Regions from separate parts of the Mus musculus genome. Here all the other regions are linked to region 2. A link is a contact called in public HiChIP or PLAC-seq and promoter capture Hi-C data. All regions are on one chromosome and are shown on one strand. The core of a region is the stretch at or near the end of the contact, and the rest is flanking DNA. Distances in the headings are between cores, read along the strand shown.

Region 1 (4,078 bases), core at 1,345-3,844, 250 kb before region 2:
GTTGTAGAAAAGCATTGGCCTGAGCTAGTTTAACCCATGTGAAGAGCTGCCCAAGGATGAGTGAGTCATACATAGTTGAAATCTGAATTTAGGGTTGTATTTTAAATCTAGACTGTTGATTGCTTCAGCTGGCATAACTGGAAATGGGAGTATAGAAGGAGCACAGAGAAAGAAGAAAAGGACAGGGGAAGAAAGGAGAGAAGAGAGGAGGAGAGGGAATTGCAAAGGAGAGAAGAAAGAGGAGAAGAAAACAGGGAGAAAAAGCAGGGAGGAGAGAAGAGAGGGAAGAGAGAAAAGGGAAGGGGAGAAGAGGGAAGTGGGGAAGGAGAGGGAGGGAAGGGGAGGGGAGGGGAGGGGAGGGGAGGGGAGGGGAGGAGAGGAGAGGAGAGGAGAGGAGAGGAGAGGAGAGGAGAGGAGAGGAGAGGAGAGGAGAGATAGTCTATTATCATTACTAAGAAAAAGGTTCACTCAGGAATTCATAGAAGTGGTCATGGTGTGATACTCTCTGTACAGATTCTGTGATCTTCAGCACACGATAACCACATTATAGTGCCACCACTAAAATGTCACCCATCTTGAATGTTAACTTCTAGGTAGAGTATGTCTTCACTACATTTCTATTCCTTTCCTTAAGGTGAAGACTACATACAGGTTCCTAGATTTTAAATGCCCATTTCCCTAGCCTTTGAGGGAGAAGATGGCAGACTTTTATATCAGTGGTTCTCTCATGTAGACAGCACAGCCCCAGAGGCATGGATGACTGTTCTAAGTCTTCTCTCTGTGGGCTCCAGAGTTCTTGCAACAATACGTTATTGATGCTTACGGTTTCCGGTTTCAGGCAGGAAGGAAACAGGAGAAACAGTTTTTCTCTTGTAGAATTAAGATGGTGCTTCAACTGTACTGATAGTTGACATCTGTCTCCCCACATGTGTATTTAATTGGCCTCTTAGGAAGGGAGCTACATAACCAAATTGCACACTCACAATATTTAGCTTGTCTCTGAGGCCTTAGAAAAATGACATTGCAAATGACATTGACATTTGAGAATCTAGTGCTCTTTTGAAAAATGGGAACCCTAGATAATTAGATGGTGATATTTCTGTGTATATGTATGTATGTGTGTGTATACATATATATGCTTCTGAGTAACATGTTTAAATATATATGTGTGTATACATATATATGTGTGTGTGTATATATATATATGCTTCTGAGTAACATGTTTAATTGTCTTAGCACCAATTTCTCTGTAATAAAAATGAGAACCTATTTTCTTCCATGTATATGCCAACCTTCAATTCATGCAAAAGCTTTCGTTAGCATAGGTATAGGCATAGGCACAGTCACGGGCACAGACACAGGCACAGGCATAGGTATATAATTTGGGGGATATCTTGAGTTGTTTCATGAAGTTTAAAGTAAAATTATTTTGACTTACAGACAAATAAATGTTAACCTTACAAATACATTGATCTAGTCATATATAAATCTTAATTTTTCCTGATACAGAATTATGCTGCCTAAAAGCATAGGTAAAATGTGTGATTTATAATTTATAAAACTCATTTATAATTTCTATTTTTAAGGGTTTCTGCAAAAGTCAAAGGAAAATACAAGAGTACTTCAGAGGTGTTAATTTTAAAAAGAAGAATGTAAACTAAAAGTATCCTGGTGGCCAGGGACCTGAGCTCTGCAGTCACAGATCTAGACTGAAAATGAGGCTGTGTATAATCCTGGGCAGGCTAATCAGTCATGCTGAACTGGTTCTCTCATTTGTTAAATGGGGGAAAATCTTGCCCCTCCTTGTCTAAAACAAAACAGCTTACAACTGAATAGCCTTCCAATGCTGGTGATTATTAATAACCCACTTTAATATTATGTTTTTAAAATACTTGAGAAATGAAGAAGCCAAACATACAGAACTCCTGAAAGCAAAATGAACCGTGGGAAACATTCCTGGGTGGATGGAGGGAACGTTTGAAGACGATGCAGACTGAATATAATTTACCTTTGAGGGCTCTTCCCAGTCAAAACCAAACCAAACCTGCAGCCCCATCCCTTTAATAAATGCAATGAAACTGAATGTTAGGCCTTAGAACCTCTCCGTCAAGCTGAGCACAGATTAGGTACTCGATTAAGTCCTGCCAAACTGAAATGGATATATGCGTGAGAGAAAATACAATAAAAGTCTTGGGGGTTCAAAGCAGCAACATGGCGGAAGTAACGGAAAAGCCAGTTTCCTGGCAGCAGGACTGTGGTTATATGGTATCAACCAACTCCTCAGAGCCTGGGATGGGAATTACGGCAAGAAGTGGATTTACAGCTTTAGACTTTACACCTTTCATTTTGCACTGAAGATTAAAACCAAGCAGAAGGGGGTGGAGGTTGGACATACCCCAAAATTTAAAATATCAAAACCAGTCCTACACTTGGTTGAAAACTAATTTTTTACAGCTATTATTTCCTGGGCATTTTTCTGTGGTGAGACTGTAACGGCAAGGTCTTTTATGGTGTCTGTTTGGGTCCTGACCAGCAGACCGTGTGTGCCCACGATCAGTCTGAAATCATAAACAGCTGCTGTCAGGAAGCAGTTAATGGCCTCTAACACTCAAAAGCAAATTTGGGAAAACTCAAACATTGCAAATGTAAGACTGGTGTAGCTCAGTGGAGTTAGGGGCTTGGGAGACGGTGGGACTTGGGGGTCGTTTTCTCTGGTTTGCATTTCTTACTTCCTATATGGACATAACTGTTCTTGCTAATCAAACACAAGATCTCCCTTCTCCCCCAACATTGGTCTGTGTCTCTCGATGCTTCAAGACTGTGCAAATGCCTCTGGCTTTGAATATGGCTCCCCCTTACCCCTGTGCCTTATGGTCTAAAAGGTCAAATAAAATGAACCCCATGGTGAAGGATTTGGAATTCTGAATACTGATTTTGTGGAAAGCAAGCATAGTCTCGAACCAGCCGCCATAGTAGCTCCCACTGCTTCACTCCTTGCATAAGCTCTCCTGTGACACTGTCACTGTGTTCAGTAGGACTCACATGGATTCACATACCACTGTCTCTTCTTTTTAGTTAGCATACTGGGTTTCCTTATGTAGCATTTCACATACATACATATACATCACTGCACCTTACTCATTAGCCCAGCTCCCATTGCTCTCTTCAGACATCCATTGCTGTTGCTCTACTGCCTCCCTCTCTTCTCTTCTCTTCTCTTCTCTTCTCTTCTCTTCTCTTCTCTTCCTCTTCCTCTTCCTCTTCCTCTTCCTCTTCCTCTTCCTCTTCCTCTTCCTCTTCCTCTTCCTCTTCCTCTTCCTCTCCTCCCTCCCCAGCCCATCTCTGTGTGTGCGGTGCATGCATATGTGCTTGTGTGCAGTTAAATCTGGATCCCGTATAGTACATTTTCCTCTAAGCCCTGGGTTTAATTTACAACCTCCTATTTTCAGCATGTTTCCTCATATTCCGCCTGAACATCATTTTTGTTCAAGTGATTTAAGCCCTGTTTGAAGGCCACTTGACTTTTTTTTTCTTCATTTGTCATATCATATAAAGCGATATGGACTTTATGAATTGCAACTAAGCACAACCCAAGGATGAAGTAGATTGTCAGAAGAATGGATGAAAAACAAGACTCCCCCAAAAATTAAAAATAATTTTAAAATATTGGAAAAAAAAACCAACTGTCAGGTGGGCTGGGAGCCTGACTTCTAGGTCTTGGCTCTGCTTCTTGATTGACTTCCAATGTAAGTAGAATCTCCCTCCGGCTGGCTGAAGGCCAACATGACCACAGAGCTTTTCACATGAGTGTCAACTCCCAGAGCTTCCTATTTAGATTCTTTATTCTCATCACCCTGTTCTCCAGAGACGGGACGGAAGACATCACACCTACAGTGTGCTTGCCTCCTCCCGGGCCCAGCCCTCCTTTTTCCTTCCTCATCACTGCTACAAGTGGGACCATCCCACCCCCCTGGACCTCCTCCACCACCTTCAAGAGAACAAATTTACCCTTTCCTCAGGCTAAGGGGAAGACACATTGCCTTTGTCCACTAGCATCTCCTGTTCATGTTCTATCTTC
Region 2 (3,839 bases), core at 272-2,771:
TAAATAAATAAATGGCCCTGATTTGAAACCAACCTTGAAGATAACTCTCAGCTTCAACAGCTCTACCTTCCAATTATTACCTGCACTGCATCCTTAACCAACTATAAAACTTTTTCAAAGTGTTTGAACATGAAAAAAAGATTCGAAGGGTGGAATTTATGATTCTCAAGCTCTATAGGATCGTTTCACTTGAAAGTGATTACCTTTTGTATATTAATAACACCTGTTTCCCTAACCTTTCCCTGGGAAGGAGATATGAGATCTTATATCAACAAAAATTGGTCTCCGTTGAAGTGAGAGCTCCCAAGAGACTCCAGAAAGCTACAAAGAAATAAAATGCCCCTCCACACACTCCCGTTATCCAGACCCCCCATATATGTCTAAGCATGCAAGCACTATGGAATACCCAGGGAAGATATCTGCTACAGACTTGATACTAAGCAATACCCAAGGTACTTAACTCCATACTTGGCATATACAGTCAAGTCAACTATGCAGACAGCTAAGGGTCGAAACTATCCCTGCACACAGGGCTCACACCTGTGCAAAACAGTATTCACGTGCAAAATACCCAGCCTTCCACACCTGAGCCAAGAGACGCTCCACTTTCTCCTGAACCATTGCCTTCAGCTCATCCACGGTGTCAGACAGCGGATGGAAGGAAGGGGTCCCTTTAGCAGATTCAAGAGCAGCAATCCTCGCCTGGAGGTCGTTGGTTTTCACCCCAAGATAAAAACAGAAAGCCACAGCAACCACTGACAAGAGGGTCGCCAGGGCCGTGCACGAGGGCATGGTGCCGGCACAACGCTGTCCCAAGGGGCGCGGATCTTCTGATCCAGACTCTCGTCCCCCTCCTTTCCCTGCAAGCTTCTTCACCAACATTGTGGCGGGGTCGCTGGCCTCCGCTACGCCTTCCACCTTCTATCTCCTCCAGTAATCTTAGAATGAGAGGAAGGGTCGGTTCCTCCAAAGTTCAGTCCCTGCGGCTGCACAACTAGTTGGTAGAGTCGGAGCCCGGGCTTAGAGATGGACCTGCGCGTGGCTCGGCGTCCGGATCAGCAGGCGTGGACCGACCGTCCTCCAGATTCTTTCTCCCCTTCCAGCTAGGAGTGAAAAGCACCCTCCGGCCGGGGACTGTGTGGCGCCGGGGGTGTTGTTGGGGTCACAGCTGAAATGAAACCCACTAGGGCAGCTCTCTTGACCCCCCCAATCCGACACCTCCTTAGGGGTCCCCCGCGCGGAGGCGCAGGGTCCGAGAGCCCCTCTCTCTGCTCCGACCTGTTGAGTCTGCCTGCCTATCTCTACCTTTTTCCACCCGCCGACCTGTCTCCCACCTGGATCAGTTCAAGGCCAAAAAGAAAAGGAAATACAGAGACCCGGCGAGAGCGCAGCCCCCGTGGGTGGTAGAGGAATAGAGAAAAAGAGGACCGAGTGACCCAAGCAGCGATCGTAAGCTGCGAGGCCCCAAAAGTATCTCCGCAGACCCGCGTGTGCGAGCCTTAAATACCCCGGGATGCTCTTGTGTGAGACAGTGCGCGCGCGCCTGAAGCGCGGACCGCCCCCTCCCGCAGGAGCCTCCTTATTAGCATAATATATTCACCTTCGCCCAGCCCGCCTGGACCCACGAAGGGGCGGGAGCGCGGGTGGGAGCGGAGCCCGAGGTCTCTATTAGCATAATATATGCAAATAGCTACAGCAACCACTGTGATTGGAGAGGAGCTTGGAGACCCTTCCCCCTCCCACCACCGAGTAACTTCAGCGTCCCCCTAAGGCCATCTCTCCGGCCCTAGCCAGGGGCCGAATTGAGGTCTGCTGTGCAGAGTGGCTTATACTGGCTTAGCCCAGCGCCCCCTATTTGGGTTAAAAAATGGAGAAATGGCCTCCTGAAGGAAAGAACGGAAGCAGAAGGCTCCAGCTCTCCAGATCCTCGCTCAAAGGCAGCCACAGGAGCTCCTCCATCTAGCCCTTGCGCGACGTTTTCCCTCCTCCCTCAGTTCGTTCCCACATGCCCAGAGGCAAAGTGTCTGGCTGACGTCTGCAGGGTACCTTCCCCACTTCCCTTCCTTCCCACGCCTTGCTGCAGATGACTGGGGAAGTTTTCTCGCCCCTCCCCCGTTTCCTCTTGTCTTGATGCTGCCCCCCCCCCCCCCCCCAGCTCTGGGCTCTTTCTCTGTACTAGGGTGCTAATGTGTTTTCCTGATTCGCTGTTTTGTGAGTGTTTGAGGCATACACATTTCTCAGGATTTAGGAAAGAGCTGAAGAATGAAGTCAGTTTTTCCTCTTCCTTGACTCTCAGCTTGCCTCTTCCCTCTGGATCAAATTACTAAGTCTCTACTGGGATTTTTTTTTTTTTTCTAAATTGATAACAAGTAGCATTTTGCATCCAATTGATTTTAGAGAAGAAAACACAACCCTAACTCTCCTTCCAAAAGACCTTCCTTTTTGCCTTTTCATCTTAAGAAATGTCACGTACGTTTCTTTCCCTCCCTAACCGATTACCACAACCAGTTACTACTATAATCAATGAACAAAATACCTAACCCGGAGCAGTTGCTTCTCGTGTGTAAACTACAGTGCCAAGGGGGACTTAGGATAGACATAGCAGGAAGCCTGCACTTATGAATCTCAACAAGTGGTTGCATAAAACAAGACCTCAAGACCTGAATAACAACTATGCTCACATGCCAACGTGGATCGGGGACCTTGCATGAGACCCGGTGCCTAGAATAAGAGCTACTAACAATCAATGGCTGCTGGAGGAGACTGTTTCCTTCCGGAACCAACTCCAGACTGTCATCTCTAAATACATAGACATATGAGAAACACTAAATGGACTCAAGAAGGATGTGTGTGTGTGTGTGTGTGTGTGTGTGTGTGTGTGTGTTCCAGGTAAGTAAGCTCCCTAACCCTGAACTCTAGCTCCAGCCAAAAAGTTTAATATGTTAGTTCTTTCCACATTCCAATTAACCTCCGTTGCTTAGTGTGGGTGTTTAGTGGGCCGCGGTGGTGGTGGTAATGTTGTACATGGGTTGCAAACTTTTTCTTTGCCAGTCCTCTCAATGTTCTCTCTTTGAGCCTCTGCTCTATGCCATCGATACTCTCCTCTGTGGAATTCCTAATTACCATCTTTTAGCTGTTGAGCAATGAATGCATATACCAAACCCAAACCTCCGGAGCCCCAGAATGATACAGCTCACCATTCGACATTCATCTCTCACTAGCAGTTACAACTTAGCCTGCATTGTTCCTCCAAACTTCTGCTCAGTTCCATTTGCCTTCTCAATATGGAGCTGTCCGGACTTCTCCTCACCCTCCTCTCCTTGTTCCCCTAAATTCCTTCAGCACATCCAGTCATCCCCCATCTCGCCAAACTTATTGCTCATGGTGTTCCTCTGCATCATACCATTTTCTAGAAATATGAGAGAGAAAAAAAGAATAAAGACCTTTAAACAGTTCACACAAACACAAAGGCCATTTTCCATGCTGATGGCAACAGCAGAGCACACAGTCCGCGTGGATGATGCTGTAGTCTGTGGGGGTTGCCCATGAGAGGGTCCTTCAGCATCTCTCATAAGCTCTTAGAATGATCAGATCTCAGTGGAGAGATAAGAGTTGGAATTTTATGGATTTGAGACCTTTATCCAGAGGATTAGCTTCGCTTTATGCCTTTCGTGAGTATGATATGTCAGAAATATGCCAGCCTTTAGCACTAAGATTTCAAGACCCAGAAGATTCTCTGCATCAAGCTCAAAGAATGCATGGATTAGCAAGGCTCTGTGGTCTGAACCCACTTTGTTCTATAGAGTCGGCAGAGCATCATTACTTTGATTTGTACATGG
Region 3 (3,705 bases), core at 562-3,061, 180 kb before region 2:
ATGGCGGGGAGGAGTCAGAAGCACTTCCTGCACGGTTAACACTGAGCCCAAGATGCCACCTTCATTGACCAGGTGACTGCTCGACCACACATGCATGAATAAAGTAGCAAATGCTTTGCACTTGACAAGAGAAAAACACATATGGTCTTCTTACCTACTCTATAAAATACCTTAACAGCCTTTAATGGCGTACAAGTCTCAAGAGGTTTTCACTTTATATTGACAAAGAGTTCTGAATTACCTACTCAAAAACAAACAAACAAACAAACAAGTATCCAAACTATATCCAAAAGCAAGAGAGAAACTTTTTAGATTTGAAAGGTATAGAAGAAATAAGTTGCATTTACTTTTACCTCTCAGAATTATAATAGCAGCTAATAAACATTGGTAATACAGAAAGACAGACTCCGCTGCTATTTTCAGAGAATGTTTTGAACACGATGTTTTACTTCCTAAAAGCAAATCTCTCGTGGAATATTACTGAATTGGCAATATGACACAACAAAGAAGGATAGCTATGAAAACACGACATTTCTAAAAAACAAAGCATTCCAAAGCAAGCACGCCGCCTTCGAAATTCTGAGACTGTGATGAAAGTTTCATACTACTCACAAACAAAGACGCAGTCTTCTCTCCCAGGGCCTTGTGAGAAACAAACCGAAGTGTTCTGCCTATGATGTCCAGTCTACAAATTCCTAACGTTAGCCCCACAACACTCATCTGTGCTAGTTACTGAGACACATTAGCCTGTTTAGTTGCTGCACCTAAATGAAAAAAAAAAAAAAGTGGGATTTTGCAAAGTTTAAAACACCTCCATGGTGAAGAGCGAGTTCTACGGAAAGCAGGATAGTTCTTAGTACTGGGCACATTTGTATTGCTTCTTCTTACTTATACTTGGGTGTAACCAAGGTAACAGAAAACTAGTTGTTGTGACACTAAAATACTTCTCTGCACATAAGATGGCAGAGCTAGTCGGCTTTGAAAGATTCTTCACCGAAGATAGAAAGTAGGGAAACAAAAGGGAGTAGTGCCTTCTTCCATGCTTTTCATATGGTTCGTCTTCCACAGTTTTCCTCTAATATATATATTAGAAATATATATAGAAATATATATTTTCATGCAATAGAAAACCAATTCAAAGAAAAAAGACAGTACATGCTTTGTAAGAGATTTTTAATCCACCATATTTCTAGCCTCCTCTTATGTGAGAGAAACTCTCCTGAGCTTCCTCTTCCAGCCCCATCGCCAAGGAGAGCTTAGAGCTCCCCAAATTCATGTTCTCTCCAGTCACACGTAGTTTTGCTAACAGCATAGTCTCCTCCATGGGACTGGAAGCTTCCTGAGAGCAAGGGACACAATGTTTTCTTTGATGCCTCACACTGAATTAAAAAAAAAAAAAATTAACCAGTGTGTGTTGCAAGAAAAAAAAATTTATCCAAAGACAAATACAAATTTCGGGTATGCTTTTCATTCATGCAATGGCGTTACCTATGTTCTCAGAAAGTTGTGATTTGAAAACTCAAATGCTTATGAGGGTGACAAGCTAGCTTTCAAGAAGGCAGAGTCTGAAACACAAAGAGCTACACAAAAGCGGGATGAGCGCCCGTGCCCCAGATGGTCCAAACATGTTTATTTTCCCATCACACATTCAATCTCCTCGACACTACAGGGGAGCCCGTGCCATTTTTACAGTACCTTGATTTTCTGAGACTTCATTCCGCTCTGTTATTATACCAGCAGGGATATAACAAGAACCACACACCGGGTTCTTACGCCCACCATCTATCCCATATCCCACAACATGCTGTGGGCCCAGCATGGCTCACTCAGGATGCAAAACCAATCCCTCACACTTTACGTAACTGCTTCCCACATTCGAGAGCTGCTTGGTTGATTTGGAGGTTATTTCATTTTGTAGCTTTTTCCGGGGACACGCTGTTTGGGGTTCTTCAGTCCTGTCAGATAATAGCCAACGGCATGCTTTTATATGTGCCTTATTCTTTTCTGCATTCTGCTTCCCCCAACCCCCCATCATTCTCCAATCTTTGTCAAGAGTCTCAAGTAACTTTCCAAATTCAATGGCATTTTTTCCCTCCTTTCAGTTCCCCTTTTCAGAATTCATAATAGCACTTGACAAAATAGCAAAATGTTTCAAGAAGCCACATTCAAGTAATTTGAGAGCCTGGGCTGAATCCCAGCCTTCAACAAGGCTACTGTTGGTTCCTTCCTACCATGTTGTTATTCTTCCTTTTAAAACATTTTGTGAAACAATCACAGATATGTTCCTTGACAGGTTCTCAGACAGCACCAAAATGGAGAGAAAAGAAAAGGGTCCTCTGGCTTCTGCGGTATCAGATAATCCTAGTTCCCGACCCACGCCTCTCTGATCTCATCTTTGTCCCTTGTTCCCTAAGGGCTTGAGAAGGGAGCATTGCCTATCTACTCTCACCGATTCTGCAGTTCAATATCATCTGTTTTTCCTGAATTCTGCATCCAAAGTGCCAAGCCTTGCCATGCAAGCTGGCCAGCCTGATTTAGAACCCACATTAAAAGATGGGTACAGAGATACACATCTATATCCCAGCACTCCTGAGATGAAAGGGAAATGGAAACAGGAAAGTCATCTGAAACCTCGTGAGCCAAGGTCCTGGAATATACAGAACAGTAGCAAACAAGACGGGTGTTGCCCTGGTAAGGTGGCAGGCAAGAGCTTGTTCTCCAAAGGTGGCCTATAACTTCTACACATGCACTGTAGTCCATGGATGCCTAGCTCTGTCTGTCATTCTGTCTCTATCTCTATTTGTCTATTTCTTCCCCCCACCTCATGTGTGTGTGTGTGTGTGTGTGTGTGTGTGTGTGTGTGTGTGTGTGTGTGTATGAGAGAGAGAGAGAAAGAGAGAGAGAGAGAGAGAGAGAGGGAGAGAGAGAGAGAGAATTAAGTACTAGTCTTGTGGCCTACAAGATGCCATTCTGTATTTCCAATTATCTTCACAAATAAATACAATGTATCAGACCTTCAGATGCACCATATACTTCCAGTCTTTTGGGTTGTAGTCTGTAAACTCTGATCACTCCCTTTTGCCCTTGAGTATCCTGCTATAAACGTGGCTTCCACCCTTTCCTCTGAAAACTTAATCCATCTTAATTAAGACTCAATTCTATTCACCCAGGAAACTTAGAATTCTAAGTGAACTGAGTTTCCAAGCTTCCTCGCCTCCGGTACAGCAATGCATTGCTCATAAATAAATCTTCCTTAAGGTCATCTACAATCATATTTTTCACTGTCCAAAAGGCCAAAGATCAAAATGCAATGATCAAAACGCACTTCATTACCAGCATTCTGGGGTTTCTGCAATATCTACCACTCTTCCAACCTCGTCCCTCCATTTCCTTTGAGTGTCTGGTGTTTTGGCAAAACTGGCTTAGTCTTCTGTGTGCACCCTCCAGCTGCCTATGTTGATGGTTCACTGCTAGCACCAAGAGCACTGCCCATCACATAAAAGTGTTCGATAAACATTTGTTAAAAGGATAAATGGCAGCAGACAAGAATTACTTACCCTGAAGATGCATTGAGCGTATTTTATAAGGATGAGGTGGGGTGTACTGTAAAGTTCATCAAATCCAGAGAAACAAGTCCAAGAAGCCAATGAAGTAATGGGAGTGGACACTACTAGAAAAGCCCCTGGAGGGCTTTCTCCCTAAAAA

What was found. Promoter capture Hi-C pulls out the DNA fragments that hold promoters and counts their contacts. HiChIP or PLAC-seq counts read pairs in DNA pulled down with a chosen protein or histone mark.
Region 1: an H3K4me3 HiChIP or PLAC-seq map of embryonic limb bud shows a contact between it and region 2, with 3 times the contacts expected there. The contact joins the enhancer-like site here to the promoter of Col25a1 in region 2. A contact is called at or near these places in 4 of 39 promoter capture datasets (the 3T3-L1 cell line, cranial neural crest, liver and 1 more), 1 of 484 Hi-C or Micro-C datasets (liver), 7 of 115 datasets of contacts at active chromatin or transcription factors (SST interneurons, craniofacial prominence, embryonic forebrain and 4 more) and 3 of 9 other capture datasets (adipose tissue, embryonic stem cells and liver).
Region 3: a promoter capture Hi-C map of hippocampal neurons shows a contact between it and region 2, with 4 times the contacts expected there. The contact joins the enhancer-like site here to the promoter of Col25a1 in region 2. A contact is called at or near these places in 6 of 39 promoter capture datasets (embryonic stem cells, hippocampal neurons, liver and 3 more), 3 of 484 Hi-C or Micro-C datasets (myocytes, trophoblast stem cells and uterus) and 3 of 9 other capture datasets (adipose tissue, embryonic stem cells and pancreatic islet).

What each region holds. Positions count from the first base shown.
Region 1 is chr3:130,428,692-130,432,769 of GRCm38.p6, reverse strand. The region is part of intron 5 of Col25a1 (collagen, type XXV, alpha 1); the gene reads right to left. Among named protein-coding and RNA genes, the nearest start is that of Etnppl, 190 kb to the left of the region's middle. Within about 2 kb of position 2,594, at least 3 of the 459 cell types and tissues checked have an H3K27ac peak or open chromatin away from gene starts, as enhancers often do. A contact at or near this core is called in embryonic limb bud, where this site is marked.
Region 2 is chr3:130,178,527-130,182,365 of GRCm38.p6, reverse strand. Col25a1 (collagen, type XXV, alpha 1) reads right to left here and starts at 1,521. Exons shown (of 38, transcript NM_029838.4): 1 at 586-1,521. The coding sequence starts at 882.
Region 3 is chr3:130,354,882-130,358,586 of GRCm38.p6, reverse strand. All of the region lies in intron 2 of Col25a1 (collagen, type XXV, alpha 1), which reads right to left. Among named protein-coding and RNA genes, the nearest start is that of Gm22682, 150 kb to the right of the region's middle. Within about 2 kb of position 1,811, at least 7 of the 459 cell types and tissues checked have an H3K27ac peak or open chromatin away from gene starts, as enhancers often do. A contact at or near this core is called in hippocampal neurons, where this site is marked.